Linked DNA regions of Pan troglodytes: region 1 is linked to region 2. A link is a contact called in public Hi-C data. All regions are on one chromosome and are shown on one strand. The core of a region is the stretch at or near the end of the contact, and the rest is flanking DNA. Distances in the headings are between cores, read along the strand shown. Region 1 has its middle 170 kb from the start of DUSP4. Region 2 holds the start of DUSP4 (dual specificity phosphatase 4).

Region 1 (4,667 bases), core at 1,461-3,960, 170 kb before region 2:
AAATGATAATATTTTGGATATATTGGGTTAAATAATGTATATTCAAATTAACTTCACTTATTTCTTTTTGGTTTTGTTTTCAACACATCCATCACCACCCATGCTGTATATTAGATCTCCAGAACTTGTTCCTCTTACCCAGTTTGTACCCTCTGACTAACATCTCCCCATTTCACAGAGAGCACTGTTCTACTCTCTGCTTCTGTGAGTTCAACTTCTTTAGATTCCACAAAGTGAGATCAGATGGTATTTGCATTTCTGGGTCTGGTTTATTCTTTTTACTCTTTTAATGTGAATTCTAGAATGTTTGAAATTATGTATGTGGCTCACATTCTGTTTCTATTGCCGAGCTGTTAAAGAAGGGAAATTGAGGCACAGGAATGTTGTCAAATGACTAGCTCTGGGTTTCATGAGACTCAGAACTAAATGAATGACTGATAGCCTGGGAAAACCTCACCCACTAAAGGAATATGGCCAAATGAAATAGGAGTGGCACCACTGGATGTGATTCCTTTGAAATATCTCTCCAGCCCTGAGATCATTTATCACTTAGTATCTCCTGAGAAGGAAGCAGGTGCAGATGAAATCAGCCCAGAAGATCAACAGAAAGCCGTATGGCATATGAGTCTTGAAGGGTAATGAATGAGCTAAGAATTTTCCATCTCTGATATCTAGAGCAGTCATAAGACAGTTCTTTACTCCCACTACCACATCAGAACATATATGACTAAAAAAAATAGTGAAACTCATATGACAAATATTTTCACTCTGTTATCTCTTCTTTACCAACAGCAGTTGGGGTGGTTGATAGCCACTCAACAAATCTCCAAATGATGTCATCTAAGGTTCTGAAACGATCATTATCTTGTGTAGGGACTCACCTGGAATATGTGCATTGCATCTAAGCAAAAATATGAGGAAAAGATAGGGCGCCTCAGCTGATTTTGCCTCAGCCCATACAGAGAGAAAACACCAGCATTCAGTGTGCCAAATGTCACTGAGTTTGGGGGCTGAGCTCCCAACAGAGAGGTCCTTTTCTCAGCCAGATCTTGTCTGTGCCCTCGAACTCTCAACCTAATCAGAGCCATTCAGGGAAGACGCCTGCTCACCTGTCACAGCCTAAAATGCCTTCCTTATCTGGAGGTCACCACTGCAGCATCCTCCGCAAGACAGGCAGAAACATTGATGTAAGAAGAAAACAAAAACAAGCCTGGGAACAGCCTGAAGAGCTATCGGTTCAGTTTATAGGAAACTTATTAGGTTCTTTCCAGAGCTTGTTTATTCTTGCCCTCATATACGACTATAACGAAGTAATTTATTAGTTTCAGTAGAAAGGAGTGGGAGAGAAAAAAGGAAGAAAATACTGAGACTGACTCTGAAACGACGTCAAAGCAGCAAGAAACAGAAAGATGATGAAAAATAAATTCCTGAATTCAAAAAGTATCACAGTTTATAGCTGGTTGATGTAGTTCTATAAGTTTCAATACAGTGTTTGTTTTGTTTCTTTTGTTTTGTTTTTGTTTCTCTTTTTTTGAGATGGAGTCTCTCTCTGTCATCCAGGCTGGAGTGTGGAGTGCAGTGGCGCTACCTCGGCTCACTGCAACCTCCGCCTCCCAGGTTTAAGCAATTCTTCTGCCTCAGCCTCCCTAGTAGCTGGGATTACAGGCGCCCGCCACCACACCCAGCTAATTTTTGTATTTTTAGTAGAGACGGGGTTTCACCATGTTGGCTAGGCTGGTCTCGAACTCCTGACCTCAGGTGATCTGCCCACCTCAGCCTCCCAAAGTGCTGGGATTACAGGTGTGAACCACTGTGCCAGGCCCACAATACAGTGTTTTGAACACCAAAATAAAATAGTAGTTATGATCATTGGTTATGCTTAAAACTTGATCTTTGTATTAATAACCCAAAGCATTCATAGAGGTTTGTATTTTGTTCCCTGTTTTCTGCTTTAAAAGGCACAAAGATATATGATGCTTAGAAATAGTTTGGTCACATTTCCTTAAATGTTCAATCCCTTGCAGAGAGGAGTTTGTGTATTTTTCGTTTCTCCAACAATACCCCATAAAAGAGGCTTTGTTAGAGAAAGCATGCTTATGGTGGTCACGGAACATATGTCTCAGTAATCCCCGGACAGAAGTCAGTTGTCCCATCCTTAAGAGCCCTAATGTGCCTCCTGCACTCTGCACACCATTTGTGCAGTGGCCGCGTGGGCCAGCGTCCTGGCAGAGGCGCCGCTCAGGGCCTGGCTGGCTCGGCTTCCTGAGTCAGCACACTCTCCTCTCCATGGAGCAGATGGGCCAACCCTCCGGGAAAGGAAGCTCTTCTAAGATCCTCCTGTCTTCATTCGTCCCAAATGGGCTTTGCTATAAAAAGCAAATTAAACAGCCATTGTTCCTTTTCTCCATGAGGCTGGCATGCTAACATCCTGCCTAATACCAAAGCTCCCGGATGTTTGTTGCTGGCCTGGGGATGCCTGCCACCGCTTACAGCAATAAGAAAAAACATGCCTTCCACTTGGGAACAGAATCGCTCTTAAGTTCCAGGCCTTTCTTTTTCATCATGTCCCTCCCCCCTTTTTTTAACATTATGACATATAGTACACAGCAGAAAAGGGCTTTCTTGTTAGCTCCAGCATTCTTCTCCGTGCCTGGAGAAGTACTCCCACGGCCTTACAAATAGGCTTAGGCGTCTAATCACAAGAGATCCTGAAGGCCTGGCCCTTAAATCTTCCCTGCTACGTGATGTTTCTCAGTGCAACACTTACTGCATTGTGTTCTGGAGTCCTTCTGAAATACCAAGAAGTCACCCTCCTCCCAACCTAAAGAAGAACACATAAAATACTTTCTAAAAAGACAAACAGCTAAGGGTAAAATAATAAAGCCATATTGAGCCCCTACAAGGCAAGGCCCTGAGGGGGAAAAAAGAGAAGTAAAACATATCATATGTCTTCAAGCAGCTTTTGGTCTCTGCAGAGAGAAGAAAAACTGGGAAAAAGAGAGAGAAGAGAGAGAGGGAAATTGAAAGAGAGAGAGAGAGGAGAGGCCACCTGTATTTACCATTTATTACATTGTAATGTAATTGCTGGTGTAATTTTCTCTCTCCTCTCGCTGTACACTCCAGGATCGATAATTTAGGCTTCTATTTTATATGTAAACTATTTCAAATTCGATTTTTACTGAAATCTGATATTTATCAGCAACTCACTGAAAGCCAAGCCATCCTGAAGTGGCTCATGGGGCTGTTTCTCCTATGAGAGTATCTCTGCAACTTCTTTGTGGACCATCCAAAGGTAATTCAGCAGTGGCTGACATTCTATTAGATAAGCTGAGATCCCTCTTTTCACACTTCTCTATGGTCCTATGAGTGCCATTAACCACAGAGCTGTCTCTCTCACTGATGGAATTAATAACTTACTGGCCAGGGACAGTGGCTCACGCCTGTAATCCCAGCACTTTGGGAGGCAGGCGGATCACTTGAGGTCAGGAATTCGAGACCAGCCTGGCCAAAATGATGAAACCTTGTCTCTACTAAAAAAAAAAAAAAAAATTAGCCGGGAGTGGTGGCATGTGCCTGTAATCCCAGCTACTCAGCAGGCTGAGGCAGGAGAATCACTTGAACCTGGTAGGTGGAGGTTGCAGTGAGACGAGATCACGCCACTGCACTCCAGCCTGGATGAGAGAGAGAGACAGTCTCCAAAAAAAAAGGCGGGGGAGGAATTAATAACTTACCACAAACAACTCAAACATTCAATTCATTACTCTTCAATAACCCTAAGGCAGGAATTCAACAATGCAAATAAACCTCAGGAGAGTTCCAGATACAAGGTACCAGAGACAGGCAGTTCTAGGAAAGTGAGTCCCAGGAGGAAAAATATGTCAGAACAGTAGGCTTTTAGCCAAAAGGATTTTCAAAACTAATTTCTCTTCCATCTTTTAGAGAGAAGACTAGATATTTTAAATACTAGTTTTTGAAAGCCAAGCATATTTCTGGGACATTTCACAGTCACTTATTCACTAAACCACTGCTAAACTTGGGGGTCTTTTAGGTTTCCAACCTCAGCTCTCACATGAAGCTTTTCAAAATGAAACCTTGGTATGTGTTTACTGAACAGCTTCTCTCTACATGGTCAAGCAGACTTGTTCTCAGAAAAGGAGAGACATTTCTGGTAAGTAAATGACCCAAACAGGAAGTGAGCCCATGACAAGTGCGCAGAATGTGCTGGAAGGTGTGCAAAGATGAGGAAGGTCCTTGGGGACATAGCTCATGCTTTTCCCAGCAGAGCTCCTCAGCATCGTGGTCTTTTCCCCCTCACCCCCCTGCAAGGAGAGTCCTGGAAGGAAGGTGCCAGCCAGGACCTCTGTGGCCAGTAGGAGCTCATTTCCTGGCCCATGGCTTCTACCTGATGCTGTGATATTGACCAAGCTAACATTATAGGAGATGCAAATTATATGTTTCCTATGACTGCTGTCACAAATCACCACAAACCTGGTGGTTTTTTTGTTTGTTTGTTTGTTTGTTTGTTTGAGACGGAGTCTCACTCTGTCGCCCAGGCTGGACTGCAGTGACGCAATCTTGGCTCACTGCAACCCCTGCCTGCCAGGTTCAAGCGATCCGCCTGCCTCAGCTTGGGATTATAGGCGCGTGCCCTACGCCCAGCTTATTTT
Region 2 (4,532 bases), core at 1,669-4,168:
TAATTAAATTAACTTTGAAATGACATTCCGTGTCTTGCTCCAAATTGCCTTTGTTTTCTCCAAGATCTGCTCATTGACAAGCTGTTTCACAAGGTTCCTGTTTAAAATGGTTATGTTTCGTCCACAGACTGCAGACGAATTGGAGACAGGTTTTATCATTATCTCTACAGCCGGCATGGAGTAGCCCTCGCGTTGTACTCATTTAACTGTGGACCAATGGTTCACAAACATACAATTAAAAAATATATATCTAGGGTGTTTACACAGTATCCCGATAAATACAATATGGTAACTTAAATCTCCTTTGCTGAAATTCACACAACTGAAGGCCAATTCCTGAGTTGGCAATGGGGTGTGGATTTTAAAAATTAGTCTTTTTTAAAAATCAGGCCTTCGCTTTCGCAATTCAAGTGGCTCTCGGCTTAAACACATTAAGTCCCAAGCTGTGACTCCCTTCCAGTGAACAGCCGCGTAGGCGCGGGCACGCACACGTGGACACACACACTCACACGCGCCCTCCCACACCCCTTTCCGTGTGAATCGCCTGCGGGATTTAGGGCTTCTCCACCAGCGATTACTGTCAGGTGCAGAAAGCAAGCCTCTTTGTTCTGTGGGCATTTTCCTCCCCCTGGATTTGACTGTTATTTACTGGCCACGTGAGAGCCAGGCGCGGGTCCGGCGGGGGAGGCGACCCCAGAACAGGCTAGACAAAGGCTGGCCCAGAGCGCGACCCGTGCGCCCCAGGGACGTCTCCCCAGCTCCTGCGACACGCGTGAAATTGGCCCGGACCTGCCTCCTGAGAGGCTTTTTCCAGAAATGTCTTGTTAAAGCCTTTGTAAAGGAATCAGTGTTTACTTGCGCCGGGAGAGCTCCGGCCCTGGGTCCTGGCAGGCGGCGGATTTCTGAGCTGCTGGAGAGCAACCCGGGAAAGCAAAATCAGCCTTGGACTGTAGGGGCCCCTGGGGCTCCTTGCTCCTTATCGAAAGCGAGTTATTAGATAGACCCCCACAGTCCCATTCAGCAGAATGGGAAACTGGACTCAGACACCTTTTGCCCTCCCCACAGGGAGGCCACGCCGTGCGGCTTTGACCACTGATCTCCCACCCGGAGTGCCCGACGCCCAGGGTCCTGCCACCGGGCAGCCTCGGTCAGTCCACAGTTGTGGCCCCTTCCAGGGCCTGGACTAGGGTGAGCACAAGCCTTGAGCGCAACATTTAAGAAGGGCGCCGAAAAGTCAGTAATCAAAAGAAATATCTTGATGCGATGCCTCTTTAAAAGAAAAAAAAAATGCAAAAAATCCATGATGAATAAAATACTAAATTTTAAAAAGAGAAAGGATCCGTGCAGTGCCATCGTAAGCCATTTTGGAGCCCGGAGCAAAAGGAAATATCACCTTGCCCAAGCGGTGCCCCTACAGCCCATCCGAGTAGGGCCCGGGGGTCGAGGCATTCGGGGCGCAGTGGGGGACGAGGCCAGTCGAAGGTCTCAGAAGTGGAGGCTCCGCCGAGCTCCGGTCGGGGAGTGCAGGGATGGCCCCCGGGACCGGAGGTGAGAGCTCGGGAAAGCCGCTCCGCCCGGAACAAAGGCATGGTGAGAGGGTGAGCTTGGGCGGGAGAGACCCGGCGGGTACCCGTGCCCTCGCTGCCTGGGTCGGGCTTCCACGCGCGCCCCGTAATGGAATACGCTACTCTGCAGCCTCCGAAACTGCGAGCGAGTCCTGTAACTCCCTTGCTCTGTGATTAATTCTCACTAACAAGACTTGGCAAGATGTCGGGCGAATGATTTTTGGCTTCTGCACGGTCCCCACCGCGTGCGTGCACAAACCCCCAGCCAAAAGCTGCCTCTGGGAAATTAAATGCAAAAGAGAAATGGGGATGGGGAGGGCTGCTACGTGACCAGGAAAAAGGGATGCCCAGAAACATGAATCGGACCCAGAGCTGCTGAAGTCCTTTCAAAAGGTCATTCTTTGCGGGTACATTTTCCAAGGTCCAGCTCCGCAACAAATGTGGACCCTGTCATTTCCTAAAAGGATAATTCACAACTATGCAAGATAGGGTGAAGACGTTTCCCAAACCCGAAAACCTTGTTTTTCCCCCGACCAGGGTTAAATAAACATCTTTTAGGAAGCGTGGACAGGAGCGCAGCCTGCTCTCCTCCCTCGGAACACCATTCCGGCAATTAATGCCTCCCTTTGGGTAGTAAAGCAACAAACCCCACACCTCACTCCGATCCTGGGCTTCGGGCGGGAGGACTTTCTCTTTCATCTTCCAAGCAGGGGGTTGCCCACGTTCTTGGGGAAGCTATAAAACTGATTTAATGGCTTTAGATGAAAATCGATCACGCTAATGCATGCGCTAACGTCTCAGGAATCGCATATTCAGAAAGGACTGGCCGGGCCGAAAGCGCACGGGGAGTCTGGGGCTAGGAGGTGTCAGGCCCCGCTGGGTGGGCAGCGGCGCTCCGGTCCCCTCTCCACTTGGGTAACCGGGAAAAACCTACGGGGCTGTCACGCGGGGAAGCGCGAAGGTGCCAAGGGATGAAAGCTCAAACCCGAGCCCTGGCCTCCTCAGCCGGCTATTTCCTTTGGCGCCGCCCGCCTAGCGGCGGGGTGCAGCGGCGGCACAGGTGCCGGTGTCGGGCTGGAGGCGCGGCGCAGGCTGGGCCCGCGGGTAGACGGCGAAAGGCGCCGCGCGCTCCATTCACAAAGTCCGGGCGCTGCCCGCCGCTGGCGGCGGGTCGGAGGCCGCCTCCCTCTTCCTCTCGGCCTCGGTTTTATGAATGGGCCTGATGGCGAGCACCCGGCGCCCTGTTTACTCCGCTCTTTGTGACGTCGAGTTCCCGTGACCGGGAGCCAGCGGCCGCGCTCCATTCAAGCTCCGGGGAGGGGGTGGGAGGAGGGGCCCGGAGGGGGCGGGGAGTCAGCGCGGGGGGCGGGGGACGGCGCGGGGCCCGGAATGGAACGGGGCGGGGCCTGGCGGGGTAGTACCTAGCGCCCCCTCCCCCGGGAGCGCGGAGGAGCATTAATAAACCTCTAAGCCGAGGAGAAAACTCTGGCTGGGGCAGTGCGCTGAGCGCCGGAGGAGCGTAGGCAGCGGCAGCGCTGGCGCCAGTGGCGACAGGAGCCGCGCGACCGGCAAAAATACACGGGAGGCCGTCGCCGAAAAGAGTCCGCGGTCCTCTCTCGTAAACACACTCTCCTCCACCGGCGCCTCCCCCTCCGCTCTGCGCGCCGCCCGGCTGGGCGCCCGAGGCCGCTCCGACTGCTATGTGACCGCGAGGCTGCGGGAGGAAGGGGACAGGGGAGAAGAGGCTCGCCCGCGGGAGCCCTTGAGGACCAAGTTTGCGGCCACTTCTGCAGGCGTCCCTTCTTAGCTCTCGCCCGCCCCTTTCTGCAGCCTAGGCGGCCCGGGTTCTCTTCCTCGCGCGCCCAGCCGCCTCGGTTCCCGGCGACCATGGTGACGATGGAGGAGCTGCGGGAGATGGACTGCAGTGTGCTCAAAAGGCTGATGAACCGGGACGAGAACGGCGGCGGCGCGGGCGGCAGCGGCAGCCACGGCACCCTGGGGCTGCCGAGCGGCGGCAAGTGCCTGCTGCTGGACTGCAGACCGTTCCTGGCGCACAGCGCGGGCTACATCCGAGGTTCGGTCAACGTGCGCTGCAACACCATCGTGCGGCGGCGGGCTAAGGGCTCCGTGAGCCTGGAGCAGATCCTGCCCGCCGAGGAGGAGGTACGCGCCCGCTTGCGCTCCGGCCTCTACTCGGCGGTCATCGTCTACGACGAGCGCAGCCCGCGCGCCGAGAGCCTCCGCGAGGACAGCACCGTGTCGCTGGTGGTGCAGGCTCTGCGCCGCAACGCCGAGCGCACCGACATCTGCCTGCTCAAAGGTAAACGAGGGCTCCGGGCGCTAGCTGGAGTCGGGGAGATGGAGGGGGTCTTGGCGGCCTATGCCTTATTGGCACGGGAAGGAGTCCCCGGCGTGATTCGTGGTTGCGGGGATCCCCGCGCGCCCCTTTGTGTGTGTTGGTGTGTAGGGGTTTGCAAGGTTTCTGTGCAAGTGCGAGGTTCAAGTCCTCAGAGACAGTGCGGACGGGTTTCTCCGGTCACCTGCAATTCCGCACCGTCCTAGCGAGGCCCCGTTTATTGACATTAACGGTCCTAGCCTCGAGGATGAAGCGACTCCTCTGCGCGGTCCATCTTGAGTCCCGGGAACAGTTTCCAAGTACCACGGGGCGCGTGGGGACAAGATAGGCCTGTTGGTTTGGCGTGCTGGGGCCCTACACTGAGCCGGACCGGGAGAATCCCAGAGGTGGAGAAAAGGTGAAGAGGGGTGGGCGCCGAGGTACAATTGGCCTTGCCAGTTTCACTGAAAACAAGACCCTGGCAAATGCAGAAAGGGAGATTGGTTTGCACACACTGTGTAGAGCGATCTGTATCTGCGTTCCCGCTGCCCAACTCCGAGCTCAGCTTGGAAGGTGGCCAATCCCCGTCCCGGGCTAGATCCAGGCTCTGGGAGCGGGAGGCTGAAGGACTG

The links. A called contact is a pair of places that touch in the nucleus more often than the background predicts.
Region 1: a Hi-C map of stem cell-derived neural progenitor cells shows a contact between it and region 2, with 4 times the contacts expected there. The contact joins the enhancer-like site here to the promoter of DUSP4 in region 2. A contact is called at or near these places in 3 of 7 Hi-C or Micro-C datasets (induced pluripotent stem cells, a lymphoblastoid cell line and stem cell-derived neural progenitor cells) and 1 of 1 datasets of contacts at active chromatin or transcription factors (stem cell-derived excitatory neurons).

What each region holds. Positions count from the first base shown.
Region 1 is chr7:37,883,169-37,887,835 of NHGRI_mPanTro3-v2.0_pri, reverse strand. No RefSeq gene overlaps it. Among named protein-coding and RNA genes, the nearest start is that of DUSP4, 170 kb to the right of the region's middle. Within about 2 kb of position 2,710, at least 3 of the 24 cell types and tissues checked have an H3K27ac peak or open chromatin away from gene starts, as enhancers often do. A contact at or near this core is called in stem cell-derived neural progenitor cells, where this site is marked.
Region 2 is chr7:37,712,739-37,717,270 of NHGRI_mPanTro3-v2.0_pri, reverse strand. DUSP4 (dual specificity phosphatase 4) reads left to right here and starts at 2,918. Exons shown (of 4, transcript XM_520046.9): 1 at 2,918-3,885. The coding sequence starts at 3,453.